2 separate regions of the Sus scrofa genome follow, and region 1 is linked to region 2. A link is a contact called in public HiChIP or PLAC-seq data. All regions are on one chromosome and are shown on one strand. Each heading gives the region's core, a stretch centred on a gene start, on an enhancer-like site or on the middle of the called end of the contact. The rest is flanking DNA. Distances are from core to core; before and after follow the strand shown.

Region 1 (2,700 bases), core at 169-2,668, 330 kb before region 2:
AAGGAGAAAAATCTTAGGTTGGTACTAATCTTGTCTTAAGTGGTATTTGCCTTTGAGGTGCGGTGTAGGTCACAGATGAGACTTGGATCTGGCATTGCTGTGGTTGTGGCCTAGGCCAGCAGCTGCAGCTCTGATTAGACCTCCATATGCTGTGGGTGCAGCCCTAAAAAGACAAAAGACAAAAAAAAAAATTTCTTTTATAGTAACTGATGTAAGTTTTCTATTTTAATAATATGGAGATTTCCTTTTAAGCTTATTTATTTATTTGCTATATCCTCAGTGTGTAGAAATTCCTGGGTCATGGATCATACCCATGTTACAGCAGTGACAATGCCAGGTCCTTAACCCACTGAGCCACCAGGAAACTCCCTTTAAAACATGCTTAAATTGAAAAATACTGAGTCCCTTTAAAGACAAATGTTGGGTACAATAGCAGGAGGAAGAATCAAGATGGGGAAAGGTTGCTCAAAGGATAGAATGGTGGTATCATTAACTAAGATAGGTTTTACAGAAAAATAAAGAAAGCAAAAGAAAGGAAAAGAAAAACCAAGAATAAGAAATGCCTCGCCAGTTGTTACGGGATGTCCAACAAAGTATATTTAGACCTATTATCTTCCAAGATCCCATTGCTTTAAGGTCAGATCCAACATACCTCCACATTCGCTAATATACAGCCAGTAAAAGCAAGCCAGGAAGACAGCCTTTGTTGTAAATCCTGCATTTTCACTGTTTTGTTTCACTTACATCATGCTTGGGTTACTTTTCTTTCTGCCAGGTGTTAACTCTAGATTATGTCCTTGATTTCCAATGTACTTTGGCCATAAACTTCAGGATTATTTTTTGGTCTTTATTTTCCTGCTTTCACTTTTGGATATGTCTAAATACTGTCTACATTCAGCCAAGCTTTGGACCCTTGTGTGTGAGATCTTGGCACTAGTGCGCCTCCAGTAAAAGATTATTTTGTATGTGTACCCTCTCTCTCACAGGATGATCCCTTTCTCTTGCATGCAATCTTAGTATTGGAACATTATAACATACGGCTTTTTGTATATCATTCATTAAGATATTTGAGGTCAAGAATGCCAGAGGTTTCTTCATCTTTGGATATCAGCCAGCCATTTTCCCTTTTGGGAGTAGTTTAAGGCAAAATATCTCTTTTGAAGCAAGACCTCAAACATTTTTCCCTTCTTTTGAAATAGACTTGTTTTCCTTTTGAATTTCACTTTGAGGCATGCATCTAAAGCTATTTTCTTTGTCTTCTGAGATGCTGTGTTTTATCATATCAAAAAATACCTACTGTAAATGGCTATCATCACCATGAAGATGGCTTTTTCCTGCTGAATGACTATGGTGAAGTCAGCCTGCCTTTTAATTTCAATGATCCCTTCAAATTGAGTCTTAAAATAGCTAAGTCTTTAAATGAAACAGTAGCACAGTCATTTTTTCAATTCATCGTATACTCTTAGTAATCAAATGAAGTACTTTGTGGTTTCTCATTTGCAACATTTTTGGAAATGTTACATTTGGAGGTATAGTGATAAATGCACATTTTTAAATAAGTAAAGTTTTAAATTTTCATATATAAATCCATGAGTAAATACTCCCTTCTGCTGATAATCTATTTATTTTTCAATTATGGGCTTACTTTTGCTGGAATTTTGACATGGGTACCCAAGAATTAAAAGCCTGCAAACCGATTATAGTTGTAAAAACACAAATACATACTTCCTGAAACATATAAATAAAGATTTTGTGTTTTGACATATTTTATGTTAACGTTAACACTTCCAGTTTTTAAAATAGATGAGTCATTTCCTCTGTCTGGGGGATGACTGTGAGTGGTAAACGTCTAGAAAACTACGTTAAGGTCACAGACGTTTGTTAGAATACGGGATCCAAGTTCTGCTTTGAATTTCATCTTGACTTAGAGTAAGGTGATGCTGGTATTATGACAAACCAATGAAGGAATGACTGATACAGTAGATAACAATTTAACTTTTTCCCTCATTACTATCTCCAGTAGAAACATGTGATATCCCAAGCCTTGGGTTTCTGAAATTCTCTTTCATGAATCTGTAATGAGATTCAATTCTTGACTAAGGCATATCTTTCTTAATTTTTGGTCAATTGGCATATGCAGAACCAAGAATTTATGTTGAAGAGTTATGTCATAACAAAAGGGATGTTAATGAAAACATTCATTTATTCCAATTTTAACTTGGCATTTTAGTAGAATAAATGTGAATTTCACTTAGCCTACTTAATAGCTGTTGGGACCTTGAGAAATTTACTTAGTCTCTTTCAGTCAGAGGGTTCTCATCTTATTCATCATTAAGATTCAATTAAAAAGGTTACTGAATGTGGTCATATTTGTAAAATGCCTCAGGTGTTACCTAGAATACAGTTTTGTTTTGTTTTTTCCCCCCAAATTCCCCATCTCATCCCCTATCCCTTCCTTAGAAGAGAGAGAAAATATTTGTCTTCTGGATATCATCCATTTCTTGATGGAAGTTGGTGTATTAAAATCTATAAAGATGAATGATAAGTAATGATAGATAATGAAAAATAATGGTAAAAAGCAAAACGATTATGATCTGGGTAAAATATCAGATCCCATTAGGCAAGATTGTCTTCTGCATTCACATGTATTACACATATGATAAGAGAGAACAATTTTTATTTGCTTAGAAGATGGAGAAC
Region 2 (2,700 bases), core at 89-2,588:
TATAGCAAGTCAAAGATAGATGAAGGCTGGTAGCTCTCAAACATATTCTCTATCAGGTAAAGTGAACCTGAGCTTGCTCCCATCTTTTCTCACAATGTGACAATGTGCCAGAATTTTATAGAATGGGAATTGTGATGCTTTCTTTTATTGCCTTGGCAGCACCAAACTAATCTGGCAACATTTAACTTATCAACCCAAGTACCAAGGTGAAATGGGGTTAGTGGGATACCTCAGGGAAAAAATATTTTGGTTGTCAACATAGCTCTCGCAAAGAAGTATGAGCTCCATACATGGTGATGGATTTTACATGACTGCAAACCCTCTCTCCTGACTTCTCCATTCCTTCAGCCCCTAAACAAGGAGGAACACTCCTATTTCCCCTCCTGGTCATGGGGTATAAAGTGGGGGATGTAGTAGAGACATCATCGGGCATATTCCAAGATGTGGTTCCAAGGTAACTACCTAAACAGACATAATAGATTTGCCTCTTGAGGGAATTCTACATCCTCACCTTTAAAGCAGCTCCACTAGACCCTTGTACACAATGTGTGTTTGGCGATGTGTGTATTTATATATGTGCCCACTCAGAATCAGGATTCCTTTCGGCATTTGGGGAATGCAGAATCCAGAATATCAAGTATTCCTAGAATATATTTGTGATTTTATTTTTAAAAAAATGGAAGAGGAGAAGGTGACTTCTATTTAAAGGTCTCTTTCCCCATGAATGATGTTGAGAAGTGCTTCCTAGAACCACTGCACATCAGAAGTAGAACTAGACATCTCCAGGCAAGAAACTGAAGAGACATGACTAGCAAAGCAAGACAAGTAAACTCCTCAAGCCCTATGTGAGCTTGCCAAAAGGCTAAGCCTTTATTTCAGGGTTGTTACCCCACCTTCTTTTACCCAACTTGGTAATGAAGAAACTATCTGCATAGTACTCAGACGAGTCATCCTTAGGAATGTGAACATTGAAGATAGCCAAGCAAGGGGAAATAGGTCAAAAGATATTGCACATAGTTAAAAATAGCCACCACAGAAAATGCCTTTGTATTTGGCATCACTCCTTCTCACATTCACTTTAATTGACCATTTGGCTCATTGTGCAAAGCAGAGAGCTTTTCACACCTCTGGGACATGGGGTTTATGGTCCGCTGCTGGCTGCCCCAAACCATGCGAACTGAAGAGCAAGGCAATTATTTCTACAATTGACACAAAATTTTTTTCTTTCATGTCAATAGCCTGTTTCCAATGAGAAAAAAATCACCCCCTCTCTGCTGATCAGTGTCTGTGGAAGAGCTATTCTCTGTTGAAGGCTCTCCTCCCTCCACTCCTTCTTGCGTGGTGTCAGATTATGTCACATGTCTAACCTTCCATTACACTCTCTGGCTGAGCCAACACAGCTGGATTCTCAGTCAACTATGAAGTTTAAATTGGTAACTCCAAATCTGTTCTATGAATTCCAGCAATAGCTGATTTGGCCAGAATTTCAAAATTATCTTCATGCTTGGGAGATTTTAAAAAGAAAGACAATTAACCAGTCTCAATGATTTACCTAAGAGAATGTACAAACCATCACATTCAACTCTTTTTTTTTTCTCCTGAAGAACGTTCCCATATATCTTTTTGTCCATTTGCATATTCCACAATTTATTGTAAGTACAGAGCCACAAACTTTGCCAATGGCTTAGGAAACTGTGTAACTATGTATTTATGACTAGACAAGTGCATAATGTGAACATACTGTTTTTTTAAAAATAATCTTTTTGGAGTTTTGAATTCAAGAAATAAGGAATTTTATTTTGCTTGTAGCAGAGCCATAAATCAGCATATGCTTAAGTAATCTGCAGGAAACAGCACTGTTTGGGGAAAATGATCTATCTATGATAACTAGTGAACAGACCTTATTAGGAACTAGGAGTTTGGGGGCTTTATATAAAGCATGTCAGAGAACATTCTGGCATTTGTCCAAAAGGATATACTGTTCTAAGGATAACTATGGGGTGTCAGTTGTTTTAAATTACTAAGCTCTCCCTCTGGACCCCTTCTCTGGAGATAACATTAGGCTATGGCCTCCGATCTTTGAAAACACATTTCATAGTATCTCTGTTCCTGGGTTGCTTTAGACCCCTGCATGGTTACCTGAGTACTAGTGAATCCCATGGAATTAGACAGTGTTACCCAGTCATAAGCAATTACTTAAATATCTTAAAGCAACAACTCCAAATGATGGAGATTTGAGGATTATCTGAGGAGAACTCTTGTAAAACTGATAATGGAATAGCACAATACAAGAAAGAAGCCATATGCTGGACTGTTAATTTTCTTGTTTGGAAAAGGGAATACCTTGAGGGTTTCATTAAAATTAGAACTTATATTTTTAAGGGATGAAAACAGTGTATAAATATAAATAATACTCTATTCCTCATGGTCAAAACAGATACCTTGTTTACAAGGCATTTCAGGATGAGTACACCACTAGGGATCCTAGAAAGTGTTGACTTTCCTTGTTATGTCCTCTTTCTTAGTCATTTTGCACATTTGCTGGTAATATCTGCTTAAATTTACCTGCTTATTTGTGAGTACCCTAAAAACAATTTTAACCTATTTTCCATCATAGTGACCTATTTTTCCAGGATTTAATAAAATTACATTTTATTTATACAGTAAGAAAAAAATGAAATAAGTAAGAAGACGTTAAGG

What was found. HiChIP or PLAC-seq counts read pairs in DNA pulled down with a chosen protein or histone mark.
Region 1: an H3K27ac HiChIP or PLAC-seq map of alveolar macrophages shows a contact between it and region 2. The contact joins two enhancer-like sites. A contact is called at or near these places in 4 of 47 Hi-C or Micro-C datasets (embryonic fibroblasts, psoas muscle and skeletal muscle) and 2 of 2 datasets of contacts at active chromatin or transcription factors (alveolar macrophages and skeletal muscle).

Annotation. Positions count from the first base shown.
Region 1 is chr9:89,307,614-89,310,313 of Sscrofa11.1, reverse strand. All of the region lies in intron 1 of MACC1 (metastasis-associated in colon cancer protein 1), which reads left to right. Among named protein-coding and RNA genes, the nearest start is that of MACC1, 33 kb to the left of the region's middle. Within about 2 kb of position 1,418, at least 5 of the 83 cell types and tissues checked have an H3K27ac peak or open chromatin away from gene starts, as enhancers often do. A contact at or near this core is called in alveolar macrophages, where this site is marked.
Region 2 is chr9:88,973,644-88,976,343 of Sscrofa11.1, reverse strand. The region is part of intron 2 of LOC110255482 (a long non-coding RNA gene); the gene reads left to right. Among named protein-coding and RNA genes, the nearest start is that of TMEM196, 120 kb to the right of the region's middle. Within about 2 kb of position 1,338, at least 22 of the 83 cell types and tissues checked have an H3K27ac peak or open chromatin away from gene starts, as enhancers often do. A contact at or near this core is called in alveolar macrophages, where this site is marked.